Regions from separate parts of the Mus musculus genome. Here region 2 is linked to region 1. A link is a contact called in public ChIA-PET data. All regions are on one chromosome and are shown on one strand. Each heading gives the region's core, a stretch centred on a gene start, on an enhancer-like site or on the middle of the called end of the contact. The rest is flanking DNA. Distances are from core to core; before and after follow the strand shown.

Region 1 (4,995 bases), core at 1,182-3,681:
TATAGTGCTGTCTCTAGGCATTTGTCTTAACTCACTCTTAAGTAATCTAAGGCACAAAGCCATTCATTCCCCCATCTGTGTGGAAAAGAAACAGACTTGTAAGAATCCCTTAACTTTCAACTCATGTTACCATGTTACCAGACTTTGGTACCATATCTCTATTAGAGCTGCTGCTTCCCCCCACCCCTTCCCCAATTAGCTTTGTTCTGCTAAATGTTCTTTAGCCACCGGTCTTTCAATTTTCTGTTAGGAATATCATCTGTTCAGTAGGGGTGTCACTCGGTGATAGATGTTACTTAAAAATGTAGATTTGCAAAAAGGAGCTGGCACAAAATTTTCCTTCAGAAAGGGCTATGATCTGGAGAGAGGAAGGATTCCCACCCCCATGACCATGGTGTATAAAGGAGGCATTATCAAGCCTTAAAATGAAAGAACATTAGACAAGAAAAAAAAAAATATCAGACCATAGGAAGCATTATAGAGCCTGCAGGGAAGAGGAGGGCATTTCTTCAGATCCTGAGCAAAGCTGTAATCAGCTATAACTCCCGTGCTGTAGAGCATGACTGGGTTCCCGAAAGTGAGGAGGGATGCGAGAGAACCTGCACTTGAAATCCAGAGAGAAGGGGAAGGGTGGGGGCGCTGATTCTTTTAGCTTCTCTGATGAACAGGGTAGACAAGCTTCATCCTGCAGCTTGAAGGCAGGCACTAGGCAGCACATAAATGCAGCTTGTAGCTGGGAGAAGTAGAAGAGCTGCACAGTGAGCTTCCTTACCAGGTCTGACCAGAGGCTGAGCTGCTCCGAGCTGTGGCCTCGTTTCTGGAAGAAAAAGGCAGCTAGAGAATTTGTGATCTGACAGTGGAGTGCTTGCCTGGTATGAACAAGGTCCTGGGGTTTAATCTGTAGTATTAATCCTAGGAAAAATACAAATACAAAAAGACACCATCTATGCCCTTGTCCAAGGCTAAGTTACCCACTACCCACATACAGTGCCATTTAATTTAAACTCCTACTTGAAACAAATTGCAAGAATGTGATGGCTTAAATAGTATTCTATTAATGAAATTTCAGTGCTTCGCTCTTACCAAACTACGAATTTCAAGCCTTTCATTTCCCACTACCATCTGCCATCTGGTTCTGTATTCCATTAGTTTCCTACAGCACTTAGAGTCTGCTTCATGGCAAGAGTACATGCTGCTGGACCCTCAGCATGCTTTTTCTTAGCTGTGTTTTTGGTGTTTTGTGTGTATTTATTATCAGAATAAATTTATGCAGATGGGAGTTTATGTTTTTACTGATCTTGTTTCTTTTGCTGAGTCAAGCACTGTGGTACTTAGAAGTAATCTAGAAAAAAATTCAAGGTGAATAATATTTGAAGTAAATACCAGTATTGGTTTCAAGGTAAATGGCAAAATATCTCTGCTAACTAAAATGTTGGTCTGTAAGGCAGAGGAGAGAAATGGACAGGGCTATCCTGGACTGCAGAATTGTGGAAGATTTCATTGCACAAAATTCTCCTCTGACCAAGAAGACAAGATGAGCTTAAAAGCTGAATGGTCCCTGAAAAGGGAACCTGGACATGATGATGCTGAAAGGAAAAGCATTGAAAATATGAAGTGCTGGCTTAACACTTAAACCTCAATTTTAAATGTGGTTTTTATAAGTTTGTATAACATTTTCATTAAACATGTGGCACCTTTTACTGTAGCTTCATGTTTAGTTGCAAACAGGAAAGAGATATTCTCTGATGGTTTATTTGGTGAAGGCCAACTCATCGTAGAGTCAGCTTGTACTCACCGCATTATATGTACAAAGTACATGTGACAGGAAAGGAAAACCAAGAGAGGTTTAATCCTTGTCCTACTAGACCCCTGTGCTTAACCTATTTATCATAATCTTTTTAATGATCTGCCTAGGGCGGGCTCAGTTTGCTAACTATCCTACAAAAGTGAGTCTCCTACCATCTCTTAATATTATCATTCTAATCCTGTGATTATTCTGCTCCTTTTAGTCGACCATTGTCCATCTCTTCCATTTGAGTCTTCATATTTACTCTCTTAACCATGCCAACCACCAGTGTTACTCTGGGCTGGTCTAGAACTCAGGGATTCAGTCTTTCATATGTTGGGATTGTAAGCGTGAGCCACCACATATAGTTAAATTTATTCATCTGTTCATTTTACAGTTAATGAGAATCCTTCTTTTTGCTTTAAAGTACATGTTGGTTACAGAATAGGATATTGTATATGAGATACTATCATAGTCCATTCAAGCTGCTGTTTCAAAAAAAAATGCCGTGCACTGGGTAGCTCACAAACAGTAGAAATTCACTTTTCATGGTTTTAGATGCTGGGAATTCCAAATTACAGTAATGACAAATTTGCTATCCTGTGAAAGATCTCTTTCTGATCTGTAGATGGCACCATCTAGCTATTTCCTCATATGGAAGAAAGGTTGGATGGGCTTCCTCTGGCCTCGTATAGTACTACCCGTGAGGCACTACCCATTCATGAGGATTCTAATAACTTGGTGAGGTTTTAGCTGCTCAGAGGCTCCACCTTCCAGCACCATCATCTTGAAGTTAAGATTTCTTTCTATTAAGAATTTTTAGGGTGTTGGAGAGATGGCTCCATGTAAGAGCACTTGTGATTTTGGCTCCTAGCTCCATATAGCAGCTCACAACCATCAATAACCCCAGTGCAGGGAATTAGATGCCCTTTTCTGACCTCTGTGGACACCAGGCACACATGCAGTTTACTTACAATACATGTAGCCAAAACATTCATATACATATAATGAAAATAGTTATAATTTTTATGGGCTGGAGAGATAGTGCAATGGTTAAGAGTACTGACTACTCTTCCAGAAATCCTGAGTCCAATTTCTAGCACCTACATGGTAGCTCACAGCCATTTTTAATGGTATGTGATTCCCTCTTCTGGTGTTCATGAAGACAGAGCACCACTCATATTCATAAATAAATGAATAACTCTTTTTTAAAAAGTTTTAGGATCTGGGGATATGCCTTGGCTAAAGGAGCCTTGGGTGGCCCTATATTTGATGCCTAGCACTGTTGAAAAGGGAGGAAGATGTATGTAGCCCAGTTAGTAGAGTGCTTACCGTTACCATTAGGTTCAACCTTAGCACTTCATAAACTGAGCATAGGAGCATATACCTATAATCCTAAATGGCAGCAGGAAGATCAGAAGTTTAAAGGCCTTCTTGGCTACAGGTCAAGGCCCATCTGGGCCACATGAAACCCTGTCTCAAAAAGGAAAAGAGGATAATGGTCCAGGCCATAGCAGCAGACTGTTACAAACCATCTTTTCTAGTCTTAAAGGAGCTCATTGTATATTCATTCTGGATTATTAACTACTTAAAAATAAAGAGGAATCCAAAGGCACTATAAATTGTGCATAAAGCAAGACTAAGTTGTCATCTGAGCCCTAATGTGAATTAACAAAGGCCAGAAGATTAATATGCTGGCCCACAGAGAAAATGTGGAAGCAGTTCTGACAGCAGGGAGGCTGTAATTGCAGATACGGCTTTCTTTCCTGCCTGTCTCTAAGGTCGTTTTGTGTCCTATGGCTTACCTGTTTTTTCTCCATTCTTCTCTGTGATCCTGTTGCTGGCACTCTTTCTCTGCCCAGTATGTTGTATTTCTGTTGCTTCATTGCTCTTTCTGGTTCTGCTTCTCTTACTCAAGAGTTCTCCTTCCCATTTCCCTGCCTCTCCTCTTCCTGTTCATTTTTAGCTTTGTTCCTATTTTTAACTCTTTGAAACTTGTATTTATGGTCACATACACACATATTTATACATCCTACTGCAGCACAAGGAACCTGCCAGTGTCTACCCCTCATAGAAAAGTGACTTTTCTACACCTTCTTTATAGATCCTCAGCTACGACTGGGGCCTCGGGAGCAACTCTATAATGGAGTTTTGTTTTTTTTATACTGACTTAATTTTATTCCAGAGTACTTCTAAATAACAGTGCCATATTATGCTGGATATTTTATACTTCCTTGGTCTTATATAGGTCTTATGTGGGTAACCACAGTTGCTATGAGTTCATGAGTACAACATGTTATATACAAAGGAAGTATTTCAGAGCACTTGTCCCCATCTTCAGGCTCTTACTGCCTTCTCTTCTGTGATGTTCCCTGAATCTTTGGGCTCAGGAAAGGAGATTAATAAGAGAATAACTGACTATGAAAGAGGGCAGAAAGCATGTAAGACCTTAGATGAAGCTGTCATAATCTCCACTACTACTCATTTTGATTGCTTATTTTATAATTATGGATTTCCTGTGCTCAACTCACTATTTACTGTAGTAACTCTTAATATTCATGCCTTTTCATTTACAGTATAGATCAGGAGCATAGTATTAAAAGTATTCTAAATGTTTTTTACTTTTGGAAAGACATTTTCATCTTCTGTGAATGGTAGTTTTTGAAGCTTCCTAGTTCTTACGATATCTAGCATTGATAAGTTTCCAAAGTTGTGGTTGAAATTTCTTTCTGTAGGCTACAGAGAGTGAAGTAGGAGATGTAGATTTAACACGCCTTCCAGAAGGACCTGTTGATTCTGAGGATGAAGAGGAGGAGGAAGAAGAGATTGATAGAACAGATCCACTGCAGGGTCGAGATCTTGTTCGGGAGTGTCTTGAAAAGGAACCCGCAGACAAAACTGATGATGATGTTGGTAAGAAATATATACATTTGAGGCCAACCAGAGCTCCACAGAAAAACCATCTTAACACAGAGGGGTGGGGGGAGAGGGAGAGGAGAGAGAGAGAAGAAATAATTCTGTTCACATAAACATTTTTAACCCTATATACAAAATAATCTGTTGCCACATAACATATTGTACCAAAACATAACTTCTAAACACAATATACATTTATTATTTCATAGTCTTTGTTCGTTGGGAATTCAGGAACAACTTAGCTAGATAATATTAGCTTAAATCTTAGTCAGAGTTTACCTGCAAACTCCAGT
Region 2 (4,995 bases), core at 896-3,395, 340 kb after region 1:
AAGAGCTGAGGCGGTGGACGAAGGGAAATTCCCAGAACTGACTAGCCAGCCAGTGTAGCCTAATTGGTGAGTCCTAGGCCAGGAAGAGAGAGCCTGTCTCAAAAAACAGTGACTGGCAGTGAGCCGAGGCTAGCCAGGTGAAGGTCAGGGCAGAGGGAACTACAGGCCCTTGAATCAGGGGCTCCTCCATTTTACAAGAATCATCTCAGGGTCCAGTGACTGGGCCCCAGAGCCAGCACTCCCTCATCCCCACGTGCCTGCCAAGGCTGAGGTCGTGTTGTGTCCACCCTTGTGCTTAGCAGACAAAGTGCCCCAGGGCTCAGGGAATAGCCTGGAGACAAGGTTAGTGAGCGAAGGATAGCCAGCCCTTCAGGGACAGCCATCAGAAAGGACGCAGACAGTCCTCAGCAGTCACCCTTTCCAGTCTCTGGTGTGATCGTCCTGTGGAGGTCACGGGAAGAACACAGAGAAATAATTTCCTCCAACAGCCTGGTGGCTGCCTAGGTCTGTCTATAGCTGGAGACATGACACCTCTCCTGGGTTCAAGATAGACAGGGAGCAGAGGGGCAAGCCAGAGATATCACCAGAGGGCACAGAAAGGCCTGGCCCAGCTGGAGTCAATGGAGACCACCCAATGAATGGACAAGGGAGGGGGCATCCAATGGCTGGGTTTTACCATTTGAAGAATTCATCTAGTTTGGATTTTTGAGACAGGGGCTGGCCCTGAACTCAAAACATTAGCAAAGAGTGATCATGAACTTCTGGCTCCCATCACCATCTTCTTAGTGCTGGGATCATAGGTGTTCCCCAACACACCTGACTTAGGTGATACTGGGACTAGAACCCAAGTTCACTCATGGTAGGTAAGCACTCCACTAACTGAGCCATACCCTCCACCCAACATCTGGGACAGAGCAAAGGACCAACACAGAGAGGGCTTGGCACAGAACGCAGGCCAGGAAAGGGTTTGAGGTGAGTTATCCAGAGGCCTGGGAAGTGGGGTTACTTGCCGCCTGGGGCTAAGACTCTAACAGCCTCAGCCATAGCCTCAGCCAGTATGCAGACAGATCTCCCACAATGCTGAGGGGTGACACTGCCATCCCTTAGAGCTGCGTGCAGAACCTACCTGGTCTGCACTAGGAGCTGTCAGTCACAGGGGAGTAGGAGACAGTTCTAGCCTCACAGTTAGCACTGAGACCCACCAGCTCGGCTGCAGCCCAGCCATCTGAGTGTCCAGACAGACATTCCCATGCCTGGGATCTTTGGGGGGTCTTGCCCAGCCCAGTTAACAGCTCCCCAACTAAGCACAACCTTACACACTATCTGCTATGTCCATCCAGCCCCCTAAAAGGCCCAGGCCCTACTCTGTACCTTCCATCTTTCCAGGGCCCCCATCACTTACTTCTGGAAATCCCTCGTTATCAATCAGGTGCTCCTGAAAGACTTTATACCCAAGCCACATCCACGGTGGCTAGCCTGTCCCCTGGCTCCTGATGCTGTCACAAAGAGCTCCCAGCCAGGAGGAGCCCTGGAAGGCAAAAACAAGCTCTGGCATACAGATACAGCCTGACCACCACCCAGCTGAAGGCAGCTGAAACACTTCCTCCTGCGATCCATCCTAGAACTCACGGTTGGAGATCAGGCGGGCCTTGAAGTCAGAGAGATCTGCCTTCCTCTGTCTCCTGAGGGCAGGGAGTAAATGTCTGCATCACCATACTTGGCTCACAAATAAATCTACTTTAGATCATGATAAATGAATGAACAAAGTAGTAACATGACAGAAAGTGAGAGGGCTGTGTGTTTTGCATAGGAAGAGCAGGGAAGGCCCCCTCTCAGGAGGTGACATTTGAGCTGAGACTTGACAGATAAGGAAAAAGCAGCCATGGGAAGGGCTAGAAACTGGTCAGGGCATTTGGGATGGCAGGCATAAGGGCTCAGTGTGAGAACAGGCTGAGAACACACACGGCTGGGAAAAAGCAGGTAGCAGGGCCTGCCAAATCACAGTGGGCACAGAAGGGAGCCAGCACCCAGGGGAGGGAGGCATACAAATAACCTTTCAGAGCACCACCATACTCAAACCAGGTCCGTCTGACCCAGCCGGGACATCCGGGCCAGAGACACAGTACTGGGGGTGAAGGAATGAGTCAGACCCATGGCTTCCTGGGGCCCCAAGGGAGCTGCTACGGGCATCCAGGGACAGGCACCCACACCCACAGGTCACCCACGTGGAGGGGACAACATGACCAGATATATAAAAATACTGAATGCTCCCATCTGTTGCTCCCAGAGGGTAAAGATTAAATGTGTCCACAGAGGACTAATACCTAACTAATTTCCCAGGACACAGTCATGACGACAGTCTAAGCCAGCAGCAGAACATAGCCCTTGGGACTAGGGGTGTACTTTACTTGGTACAGGGCTTGCCTAGCATAAATGAAGCTCTGGGTTCAACCCCACAGTACCCTATAAACCAGGCATAGTGGTGCATGCCTCTAATGCCAGCACTCAAACTGATGCAGGAGGATCAGAAGTTTTGAAGGCCAGCCTGGGCTATAAAGAACCCTATTACAAAATAAAACAAAATAACAATTTAGAACTGGCCAGATAGCTCAGAGAGTAGAGGTGTTTGTCACAGCAACCTGAGTTCAAGTCCAGAAACCAGTATGATAGAAGGAAAAAGACAACTGGTGAAAGTTGTCCTCTGACTTCCACTTGGGTATGGATACCCAGGCACACACTCACCTCCAAGTACAAATGAATACATGTAAAATTGAAATCGGACAGAGGGTCCAGCTAAAATATGAGACACTATCAGGTCAGAAAGAATAAATGACATCAGGCATGGTGGAACACCCCTGTAGTGCCAGTAGGCACAGAGAGCTGCAGGGTTAAGGTCAGCCTGGACTAAGAAACTCTCTCTCAAAATAAATAAATAAATAAATAAATAAATACGCAAAAGAGTAAATAATTTCTGAATGTAAAAACTACACATTTAAAAAACTTTTCAGGCCAGGCAGTGGTGGCGCACACCTTTAATCCCAGCACTTGGAAGGGAGACAGAGGCAGGTGGATTTCTGAGTTCCAGGCCAGCCTGGTTTACAAAGTGAGTTTCAGGACAGTCAGGGCTACACAGAGAAACCCTGTCTCAAAAAACCAAACAAACAAACAAAATTTATGGTTAGGAGTCACCACAACATGAAGACCAGCATTAAAGGTCAGAAGCCAACTTCTCAGTGTAAGGTTACTAGAATTACCATTATGCGTTAGTTTTACAGGCCATTTACTAGATACAAAGGAACGCTGAGCCTGCTTAGCTAGTGTGAATATTCCACTCTCCCAACACAATGTCCTCCCTCAAGGACCAAAAAACAATTCTGTGAGTCCTCCGACAGTCCACTCACAAGTGTGAATTCCCCTCTACCACACCCCTCATTGTTGGCACTGTGAGTAAGAGCTGATCAAATCCCACTCTGACTGACTGTGAAATCAAAATGAGGCATCGGGAATTCACACGGTTCCCACACTGCCATTCAACAAGGGGGTGGGGACGGCTGCTGCAGAGACTTTTGCTTCATCCACAAAAGTCCCTCCCTCCCCTTTACCAAAACAGTTCCTCAGAGACAGCACCAAATTCCCACCCACTGCCGGGTACAAGATGAATACAGGCACAGCACAACCCACTTCCACACACGTGATCTCACACAGAAACATAGAACGGTCCCACGGTGCACGGCTGTTAAACACAGCCCAAAGTAGAAAAAAGAATCACTCCTAAATTATTCCCAGAAACTCACTGTATCTACCCAGCACCTGTGTGCACTAAAGCCCCTTACAAAACAAGCTTAATGGGGATGGAACAGGGGGCTTTGCAGCCAACAACCAGGTTGGAATCCTGACTTTGCAATTCACTAGTTGTGTGATTCCAATCTGCAAGTTGCTTGGTGTTGCTTTAAATGTTATCAAAAACTCTATTAGTTCTTAATTTGACCCGACCAGCCCCCAATAATTAAGACTGAATAATTTAAGATTAAAGAGATCCGAACAGCTCCAGCACAATTACTGGTCGAATTAGCCCCTGATCTATTTTTCTAAAGCTAGACAGGCTAATTCTCAGCTGTACTCAAGTATTTGTTGTTTTGAGTTTCAGCTTATTTCTGCTCTATCAGTCTGTCCTTCAGGGGCATTTTACTTGACACGTGCTCCCGGTCCATCATGTCTAATGGAGACCTCCTGCTTTCTCTTTTCCTCCTCTTTCTCTTTTCGTCTAGGTCCTTACCTGCGACCCCTGAAGGTGCGCCTACCTCTATTTGAACCAGTAATTATCTGTAGCCACTTTTATTCAACCAATAGCTTTAAATTGGAGAGCAAGGTTAACACAAGTCCGGGAAATAACCAGATCTTGGAGTTCAGATTTTAGCATTTGTATACACAGCACCAGACCAATCCCCAATACCTGGGTTTCCTCACTTGGGAGGTGAAGATATAAAGTAACATTCATGGAGAAAGGCTGGCCAGATGGCCAGTAAAGATGCTGGCCACTGAGCCCGAGGACCTGAGTTCGAGTCCATGAACCCACAGGAGGAATCAATCAGGCAAGCTGTCGGCAACCTTATTACTTGCAAACAATAAACAAACATAATTAAAAAAAAAAAAAAAGTAAGCCGGGCGTGATGGCGCACGCCTTTAATCCCAGCACTCGGGAGGCAGAGGCAGGCGGATTTCTGAATTCGAGGCCAGCCTGGTCTACAAAGTGAGTTCCAGGACAGTCAGGGCTATACAGAGAAACCCTGACTCGAAAAACAAAAAAAACAAAAAAACAAAAAAACAAAAAAAAAAAAGTAACGGTCATGCTTAGAATGAATGTCAGAGATGGATTAGATCAGCATTTGGCTACACGCTTTTTACCCTCGCACTCGGGATACTAAAGCAGTAGGGTCTCTGTAAGTTCGAGATCAACCTGCTCTATATAGCGAAGCAGTGTTCCATAGAGAGACC

The links. ChIA-PET counts read pairs in DNA pulled down with a chosen protein or histone mark.
Region 2: a contact with region 1 is called in an RNA polymerase II ChIA-PET map of memory CD8 T cells, with 138 read pairs. The contact joins two enhancer-like sites. A contact is called at or near these places in 3 of 115 datasets of contacts at active chromatin or transcription factors (bone marrow-derived macrophages, effector CD8 T cells and memory CD8 T cells) and 1 of 9 other capture datasets (liver).

Annotation. Positions count from the first base shown.
Region 1 is chr11:54,615,365-54,620,359 of GRCm38.p6, forward strand. Rapgef6 (Rap guanine nucleotide exchange factor (GEF) 6) reads left to right here. Exons shown (of 29, transcript NM_001252494.1): 8 at 4,522-4,699. Among named protein-coding and RNA genes, the nearest start is that of Rapgef6, 95 kb to the left of the region's middle. Within about 2 kb of position 2,432, at least 18 of the 459 cell types and tissues checked have an H3K27ac peak or open chromatin away from gene starts, as enhancers often do. A contact at or near this core is called in bone marrow-derived macrophages and memory CD8 T cells, where this site is marked.
Region 2 is chr11:54,950,721-54,955,715 of GRCm38.p6, forward strand. All of the region lies in intron 2 of Tnip1 (TNFAIP3 interacting protein 1), which reads right to left. Among named protein-coding and RNA genes, the nearest start is that of Tnip1, 9.7 kb to the right of the region's middle. Within about 2 kb of position 2,146, at least 47 of the 459 cell types and tissues checked have an H3K27ac peak or open chromatin away from gene starts, as enhancers often do. A contact at or near this core is called in bone marrow-derived macrophages and memory CD8 T cells, where this site is marked.